Linked DNA regions of Sus scrofa: region 2 is linked to region 1. Evidence: chromatin contacts called from public Hi-C data. All regions are on one chromosome and are shown on one strand. The core of a region is the stretch at or near the end of the contact, and the rest is flanking DNA. Distances in the headings are between cores, read along the strand shown.

What was found. Hi-C and Micro-C count contacts between places; a contact is called where the count stands out from the background.
Region 2: a contact with region 1 is called in a Hi-C map of heart right ventricle, with 6 times the contacts expected there. The contact joins the promoter of TARS2 here to the promoter of PSMD4 in region 1. A contact is called at or near these places in 1 of 5 promoter capture datasets (liver) and 1 of 47 Hi-C or Micro-C datasets (heart right ventricle).

What each region holds. Positions count from the first base shown.
Region 1 is chr4:98,002,149-98,006,756 of Sscrofa11.1, forward strand. It overlaps PSMD4 (proteasome 26S subunit, non-ATPase 4), which reads right to left and starts at 2,496. Exons shown (of 10, transcript NM_001044535.1): 1 at 2,455-2,496. The coding sequence starts at 2,480.
Region 2 is chr4:98,632,993-98,637,600 of Sscrofa11.1, forward strand. TARS2 (threonine--tRNA ligase, mitochondrial) reads right to left here and starts at 2,326. Exons shown (of 18, transcript XM_003355197.4): 1 at 2,188-2,326; 2 at 1,665-1,861; 3 at 1,232-1,355; 4 at 1-89. The coding sequence starts at 2,253. It overlaps ECM1 (extracellular matrix protein 1), which reads right to left and starts at 89. Exons shown (of 23, transcript XM_021089909.1): 1 at 1-89.

The DNA of each region.
Region 1 (4,608 bases), core at 1,246-3,745:
GATCCAAGCTGCGTCTGTGACCTACACCACAGCTCTCGGCAACACCAGATCCTTAATCCACTGAGCAAAGCCAGGGATCAAATTTGCATCCTCATGAATGCTACTCAGGTTCGTAAGCCGCTGAGCCACAACTCGAACTCCTGGATCAATATTCTCTTTTTTTTTTTTTTTTGTCTTTTTTTGCTATTTCTTGGGCCGCTCCCGCGGCATATGGACGTTCCCAGGCTAGGGGTCGAATCGGAGCTGTAGCCGCAAGCCTACGCCAGAGCCACAGCAACATGGGATCCGAGCCTCGTCTGCAACCTACACCACAGCTCACGGCAACGCCAGATCCTTAACCCACTGAGCAAGGGCAGGGACCGAACCCGCAACCTCATGGTTCCTAGTCGGATTTGTTAACCACTGCGCCGCAACGGGAACTCCCTGGATCAATATTCTTAAATGCCATTTTGTACACAGTTCCACCTCCACCAGACTCAGAACTTTTTCAGCAGTCCTCTATTGAAGGTACAAGACAGAACTCAGTGTCCTTAGCCCGACAATTGTGGACTTCCATATACATTCTCCAAAAAAAAAAAAAGAACCATCTTAAACCAACAATTAAAACAACGTCACACCAATCTATTTCCTACTCCCTAAACATACCTTGAGAATTTACACTGCAGCAGCTTTATGCTCTTCTCTCCACGTGTAATAGCTTCCCTTCCTCAACATCTAAGACCTTTCTTAAATTCTTTCTCAAGGATTCCTCAAGTGCAATGGAAACCAATATACGTACAGTGCTATACAATTTACAGAGCTCCATATTATACATTTTACCTACCTAAGCCATAAGAAAAATAGATGTTATTATTCTCATTTTTTTAAAAAAGTGAGAGATTTAATACATTCTCAAGAACATGTAGCTAGTCATGACCTAAAACAGAGGTTTTTGATTCCAAATCCTGTCCTCTTTCTACGTTTTTTTTTGTCCTTTTTTTTTTTTTTTTTTTTTTTTAGGGCTGCCCCCATGGCATATGGAGGTTCCCAGACTAGGGGCTGAACTGGAGCTGGAGCTGCCGGTCTACACCACAGCCACAGCAACACTAGATCCTTAACCCACTGAGCAAGGAGAGGGATCAAATCTGCATCCTCATGGATGCTAGTCAGATTTGTTTCCACTGAGCCATGATCGACAGCAGAGTCCCAGTTAAATTTGAATTTCAGGAGTTTCCTCTGTGGCTCAGCAGTTAATGAACCCGACTAGCATCCATGAGGACTTGGGTAGCATCCTGGCCACCCACAGTGGGTTAAGGATCTGTCACTGCCATGAGCTGTGGCGTAGGTCGAAGACGCAGCTTGGATACTGCAGTGCTGCAGCTCTGGCAGAGGCCAGGGTTACAGCTCCTACTGGACCCCTAGCCTGGGAACCTCCATATGCCGAGGGGAGGCCCTAAGAAGACAAAAGACAATAAAATAAAAAAATAAAAATAAATTTGAATTTCAGATAAACAATAACTTTTTAGTATAAGTATGTTCCACATAATATTTGAGATATACTTATATCCATTTTTAACATCAAAACATATTGCTTATTTGAAATTCAAATTTAAATGGGCAGCTTATATGCAATCTAGCAATGCTAACCTCCTGGCAGAGATACTCTTGGGTGTCTGTCCATCCAACTGGCTATTTGTTTGTGTTTGCGTACTAGTCTGTGTTTATTCTATGCTCACACTTAGAAGAAACTCCTGAAACCCTGCAAAAGTTTGTGTTCTCAGCTTCTAATCCGACTCCTAATAGCTACTCAGCCAAGTATGAGACTGATGAAGAGAGCTAGCTCACTGGATAAGAGCCCTTGTGTCAGATAATTCTGGGTTTAAATTTTAGCTCCACTACTTAATTAGCTGTGTGACTTTGTGTAAGTCATTTTAAAATTGACGAGACTCCGTATCCTCATCTGTAAAAGGGAGGGACTTTAAGTATAGTGAGGTTTAAGTGAAATAAAGTAAGTTAAACGCCTGACATTTAGAAAGCAACCTGTAAGCTGTACCTTTGAAGATGATACAGAGAAAGGCAATAGAGTTAGACACGAGTAAATGGGGACGGGGAAGGGATTTATCATCTCTTCCTAACATCCATCATTTAGAAGAGGAGGGCAGAAGACCATCAGGATGAGTCTGAGAGTCGAACTCTAGCTAAAGACGCTGGAATAGAGAAAGGCAGCAAGAATCGGCCGGTCAATGGCTGTACGCGGGCTGAGGATTAAAGGGGGACACCCGGGGCCTGTTCTCCGGGAACTAACTCCGGGGCCCGGGGATGACTCAGGGAGTCGATGCACCGCCTTCCTTCCCGGCCCGGGGCCTCAACTCGCCCATAAGGCCCCGTCCCCACCCCAGGCCTGCCCGGCCTCCGAGCTACACGCGCCCCCGACCCAGTCCCGCTGCCCCACAGGGGCCCGAAGTAGTTCCTCACCAAACCATAGTGCTTTCTAACACCATCTTGCCAGCTTTCTCCCTCCCCGACCGGTTCTCCTGGACCACCTAACAACAACTCCTCCAATTGGCCCAGCGTTCATCACCAATCATAGGTCTCTGATCGACCAACTGGTTCCGCCTCCATCCTCCGCGATGCGTTCTGGGAATTGTAGGCGCCGCCAAAATAAAAGGGATTGCAGTTTCCTTGTGGCTGAAGGGGTTAAGGATTCTTCCTCGTCACTGCAGCGGCTTGGGTGGCTGCTGTGGCGCTGGTTACATCCCTGGCCCTGGAAATCCACATGCAGCCGGCGTGGCAAAAAAGAAAAAAGACAAGTGCTATGGTTATGTCTGTTCCAGCATCATCTTTTAAAAATAATGGTGGGATGACTAGTGACTTTTCAGCTCCCCCTGTTCCCCATGGCACTTTGTTCGTCTAACTGCTAAACCCTTTTACCCCTGAATTGCATTTGTTTGTGTATCTAACGCTCCCTTTTCATTAAGAGCAGGAAAGTTGTCTTTTTTTTTTTTTTTTTTCCATTATAGCTGGTTTACATTGTTCTGTCAATTTTCCGATGTAGAGCAAGGTGACCCGTTATAGCACAATTTTGAAGCCAGGTGATGGGTACATGGGGAACTCATTATACTTTTCATTCTTCTTTTGCATACATTTTTTTTTTTTTTTTTGTCTTTTTTTGCTATTTCTTTGGGCCGCTCCCGCGGCATATGGAGGTTCCCAGGCTAGGGGTCGAATCGGAGCTGTGGCCACCGGCCTACGCCAGAGCCACAGCAACGCGGGATCCGAGCCGCGTCTGCGACCTACACAACAGCTCACAGCAACGCCGGATCCTTAACCCACTGAGCAAGGGCAGGGACCGAACCCGCAACCTCATGGTTCCTAGTCGGATTCGTTAACCACTGCGCCACGGCGGGAACTCCAGGAAAGTTGTCTTAATCACTTCTATCCCTGAGCCCACTACATAGCCTAACACATGGTAGGAATGCAGAAAAGTTTTTACAAATCAATAATTTTAACTAATCTCCCAAAGAATGGGAGATAACTTAGTCAACCATATTGGATTTTAATCAAAAATTCCATTTAAGGAGTTCCCGCTCTGGCGCAATGGGTTACGAATCCCATGCAGAGTTGCAGGTGGCTATGGAGGTGAGGAATCCATCCCCATCCCCTGGCTGCAGTGGGTTAAAAGATGCTGCATTACCCCCTGTAGCTTAGGTTGCAACTGCAGCGCAATTCAAATCCCTGGTGCAGGAAGTTCGGTATGCCTTGAGTGGCATCACTTAAAAAAAAAAATTTTTTTTTTTTTTTAAATGCTAGGAGTTCTTTTGTGTCCCAGTGGGTTAAGGATGAATCCGTTATTGGAGTTCCTTTTGTGGACCAGCGGAAACGAATCTGACTAGGAACCATGAGGTTGTGGGTTCGATTCCTGGCCTCCCTCAGTGGGTTAAGGATCCCGCCTTGACATTAGCTGTGGTGTACTCAGACCTGATGTTACTGTGGCGTATGCCGGCAGCTGTAACCCTAACCTGGGAACCTCCATATGCCGCGAGCGAGGCCCTAAAAAGAAAAAAAGAATGCAGCGTTATCAGTGCAGCGGCTTGTGTTGCTGCTGTTGTGAGGGTTAGATCCCTGGCCCGGGAACTTCCACATGCCTCCAACGGGGCCAAAAATAATAACCATTATTATAGTAATAAATAAAAATAAAAATGCTTGGAATTCTTGTCGTGGCTCAGTGGTTAACGAATCCGACTAGGAACCATGAGGTTGCCAGTTCGATCACTGGCCTTGCTCAGTGAGTTGAGGAGCCGGCATTGCCATGAGCTGCAGTGTCGGTCGCAGACTTGGCTCAGATCCCACGTTGCTGTGGCTGTGGTGTAGGCCGGTGGCTGTAGCTCCGATTCAACCCCTAGCCTGGGAACCTCCATATGCCCTGGGAGCGGCCCAAGAAATGGCAAAAAGACCAAAAATAAATAAATAAATAAATAAATAAAAGAAAATGCTTTGGCTTACATTCCTGCACATACACCAACGTAAAGGAATTCCAGGTCTCTAACTTGGAGGGGGGCAAGGATGGGGACAGAGATGTTAGATGGAGATGGTAAATTCGTCGTTACTACCTAGACGTTTTGTTTGTTT
Region 2 (4,608 bases), core at 1,076-3,575, 630 kb after region 1:
CATTCCGTACTTGGACCTTGGCAGAGGACAGCACCTAGGAATTGTTCAGCTGCTGCCCCCAGGACATGGGTGCTGGAGTGCCAGAATACCTGGGTTCACAAGTAAGAAGTTCATAATTTCATAACCTTCTCCTTTAGCCCCTAGCTCTCTGATCCTCTCCTCAGAGAAGCTGGTGTGAAACCAGCATGAATAACTACCACAATATGGGGAACGTGACCTTGAGGGTAACCAGTAAATATAAAAAGTAAACAACAAACAACCTGACCAGAAAAGAAGGCAGCCAGAAGAAGCAGTGCACAGAAGAGAGTAAGCCCCACTCCTCGGTGCTTCCTGGTTCCAGAGCATAGTGGGAGGCTAGTGTCAGTCTTCATGCCCTCCAAGCTGACATGAACAAGGAAAGGAGGCCAGGTAGTGTGCTCATTTGTGGAAGCCACATTAAAACTAAATATATGCATAACAAGGACCTACTGTATAGCACAGGGAACTCAATATTCTGTAATAACCTATATGGGAAAAGAATCTGAAAAAGAATTGATATTTGTACATGCATAACTGAATCACTCTACTGTATACCTGAAACACAACACTTTAAATCAACCCTGCTCCAGTATAAAACAAAAATTTAAAAAAGAACTCAATATATGCTACAAGATGACAACTTACAATGCTTGTCTCAAGAGTTGGGCTAAATTGGCATATTATCATTCTGTATTCAACATAACACCTCTCCCTTTCACTAACACAAATAATCACTGCTTAACAGACCCAGGCTAACTAAAAACTTTCATCCTAGGTTTCCAGCTTAGCCAGGAGTCAAGACAAGCAATATGGAGTTCCCGTCATGGCTCAGTGGTTAACAAACCCAACTAGTATCCATGAGGACACGGGTTCAATCCTTGGCCTTGCTCAGCGGGTTAAGGATCTGGTTTGCCATGAGCTGTGATGTAGGTCGCAGGTGCAGCTCAGATCCAGTGTTGCTGTGGCTGTGGCGTAGGCTGGCTGCTACAGCTCCGATTTGACCCCTAGCCTGGGAACCACCATATGCCTCCAGCGCAGCCCTAAAAAGACAAAAAAAAAAAAAAAAAAAAAAAATCAAAAAAGATAAGCAGTCCATGGTAGGCCTCCCTCTCAACTGAAAATGGAGAAACTGAGGCAAAAAAAAAAAAATGCTAGAAATTCCCACTTAAACATCTCTTAGCAGCCCCTATATCCCAATAAGGAAGAAACGTACTGCTTTCCCCTCTGCAGAATCGAATGTCAGAAATCTGAGGTCAGAATCTTTTTCCAAGGGCCGTTCCAGATCATAAGGTTCTCCATTCACTACAGCAGCTACTGCAGTATCTGCCAGTTTTGAACTTCAACAGTGGGGGTGAGGATAAAAAAAGACAAGGTTACAAGCTACAGAGGAAGACAGGAACTAATCCTTAGCAACTCTAAACTTGCGAAGGGGAAATGTATTACCAGAACACTGGAATCTTTTCTTTTTTTTTCCCCTCAATGCATAATAGAGAAAGGTCAGAGACCATAAAACTAATGCAGATAAAAAGGAATATGCAGGAAAGGCTATCTTGATGGGGATGGAATAAACATGCAGAGTTCTTTCCCTGCTCAAGTAAACAAAGTACAGAGGTAGGTTTACCCGGTAGGTATAGAAGGCCTGGTACCTGATCTGCTGAGCTAGTTGGTAAGGGGTTGTGTTCCATGCCACAGCATCCACTTTCCTGCCTCCAGGAAGCGATACCTTAATAGCCCGGTGTTCCTTCTGCGCCATGCTTGCTAACTTCTTTACCTGGGCGGTCCATAGCTCCTCAAAAAAGCCAAGCCGCTCTACCAACCAGTGTGGAGGAGTGGGCACAGCTGCCTGGAGGAAAAGATGTTAGGAGGTAACACAGGTCCCAAAATTCCTTATTGAGCTTGGGGGTAGTGGGAAGTGAGAACATTTAAGTGGCCATGATCTTAAATCCCAGTCTTTAAAAAAAGAATGGGAGGTATAAGGCCCTAGGCTGGGAGTGCTACATTCCCCAGACGGCTACCCTAGGAAAAAGATGGCGTACCTAAGGGCTACGGTAGCCGGGTCCCGAACGTAGGGCGGGAGTAGGGGGTGTCAGATGGGGTTGAGAGCCTATACTTTGGGCTTCAGCTGCGCTAGGTCCGATGTGTTTCGGAACTTTTGGGTACCTCACGCACCGTGTGCAGCCCGCAGGCTTGTAACCCTGGGAGCCGAAGTCGCCGCCACCTCCGATACAGCCCCATGTTCCTTCAGACCCGTCACACAGCCTCAAATAAATGATCGCTCCTTCTCTTTTGTCGGATTCTTCATTGGCTGCTGGCCCAACAATACCCATGCCTATTGGTTGTTATAGCTGTCACTCCAGTCTGGCCCCACCTCCAGGAACTCCGAAGCGGTATACCCCACACAGCACAAGCAGCGGTGTGGGTGGTTCCGGGTGACCGGAAGACCTAAGCTGATGCACACAGGGAATTCCAGTACCTGCAGAGTTTCAGACCAAAGTAGCAGTAAGATATGCTGCGGCTTTAAGGACAGAAGCAGGGAAACTTAGAGAGTGGGAGAAAAACGGACCAGAAGGGGTTGTTATTTCCTTTTAACTCTAAGTTTTCTTTTACACAGGCTTCACCGGGATGTGAAGTGAAGGAAACAGGTAAGAGCATAAATCTGGAATGAGACAGACCTGGTATAAATCCTGGATCACTGCGTAATTTGGGGTAAATTAATTCCTTTTAAACTTCAATTTTCTCATCTGTAAAATGAGAATAATAATATCATTCTGGTAGTTCTCATGTGGCTTAACGAGTTAAGGATCCGGCAGTGGCCCGGGTTGGATCCCTGGTCTGGTAACTTCCACATGCCTCCGTGTGCAGCCAAAACAAACAAAACAAACAAACAAAAAACCCTTAACTGTTGAGGTTAATTTTATGTAAATCGTCTAATATACTGCATGGTCCACAGTAATCGGCAACAATAGCAACAATCCATGAGAAAAAATGAATACAACATATAACAGCTTTGAGGCTGGAGCAAAACAAAGACTTTAAGGCTGGAGCAAAACAAAAGCAGAGGGCACTCCTTGGAGTCCCTTCATACTCGGTGCTTAAAGAAGGACCTCTGAGACCTCTTAGACCGTACACATGAGGAATTTAAGATCAGAGAAGGTAAGTGATTTAAGATCAAACAGTAAGCACTGACGCTGGATTCTCAATCCAAGTCTTCTATTCTTCTACCACACCAGACTCTCTCTAGTAAGAATTTTATCCCCAATATAATTCCCCCACCACTTAAGAAAAAAAGTTCCTGACCCTAGAATCTTAGCTCTCTGCTTTCTACACAGGACCTTTGCCTCTCATTCCCATCCAAGCTCTCAACTTCCTTTATCCCTTCTCTCCCCTCTCCCTATATCTAGAACATAAGACTAGATATATTTGATTTGTTTTACACAGTGAAAAATGAAACACAGGAGTTCCTGCTGTGGCACAGCGAGGTAGGAATCCAACTGTAGCCACCTCAGGTGGCTGCAAAGACTCGGGTTCCATCCCCTGCCAGAGCAGTGGATTAAGGATCCGCCATTGCCACTGACGTGGCATAAGTCACAGCTGTGGCTGGGATTCAATCCCTAGCCTGGGAACTTCCATATGCCATGAATGTGGCCATAAATTAAAGGAGAAGGAAAGAAAGAAAGAAAAAGAAAAGAAAAATGACCAGATTTGTAGTAAAGTTTGAGGGAAATGCACTTGGGGACAGCTGTGAGGTTCTTGGTAATTCCCATTAGTCCCCTCACCTGGGGGTGGGGATGGTTGGTTCTCATGTTTCCAATGGTGATGGAATCAAGGATTGTGGAGGAAGAGCTTTCAGAGAAAGATGTTTAATCTAAGTTTCCAGAGGTTCTGTTCTGCGGGAGGCAGCTGTTGATCTTAGTCACAGGCACCACTCTGCATCTTGGCTCCATATTCTGGCATGTTAGACACCCTGAAATACAAAAAGAAATAGACAAGAGTGTGGAGGAGGAAGTTTACCTGTGTGTGTGTGTTTGGGAGAAGGTAGGTAGAATTTTTAAATGGCATTCAGAAAATGTGACAACAGGCAGAACTTTTCCCATGGCTCTGCACCAAAAGGGACAGGGGAGCTGTTACACTGCAGGCAACAAAATGGTAGATGCTCAATAAAGTTATTAAATTAAAAATGTACCAATCACTGTATTGACTTGAAACTCCAAAGGATACATATACTGACATACATGCTTTTAATCATTCTACTTTGTAAGGATAGTAGAGGTATGGTGGAATAAGTAGATTACACTGTTATGGGAGCTCCCTGCACTCATCCCTTAAACATGTAGTGACTGCTTACTGTGTGCAATCCCCTGGGTGATCAGGGGATGCCAATCAATCAACCACTGCATCATCACCTATGTAACCTATTTTGCAGTGGAGAGAAGGAATGTTATTCCATTCCTCTCTGTGTGGCAAGCAAGCCAGCAAGCAAGCAGGCAAGAGCAAGCTAGCTAAGGCCAACTCATTAATTAATCACTGGTTCTTCACAACTTCTGATTTGTGAATAGCATGTCTCAGCCTCAGAATTTTAACCCATTAGCC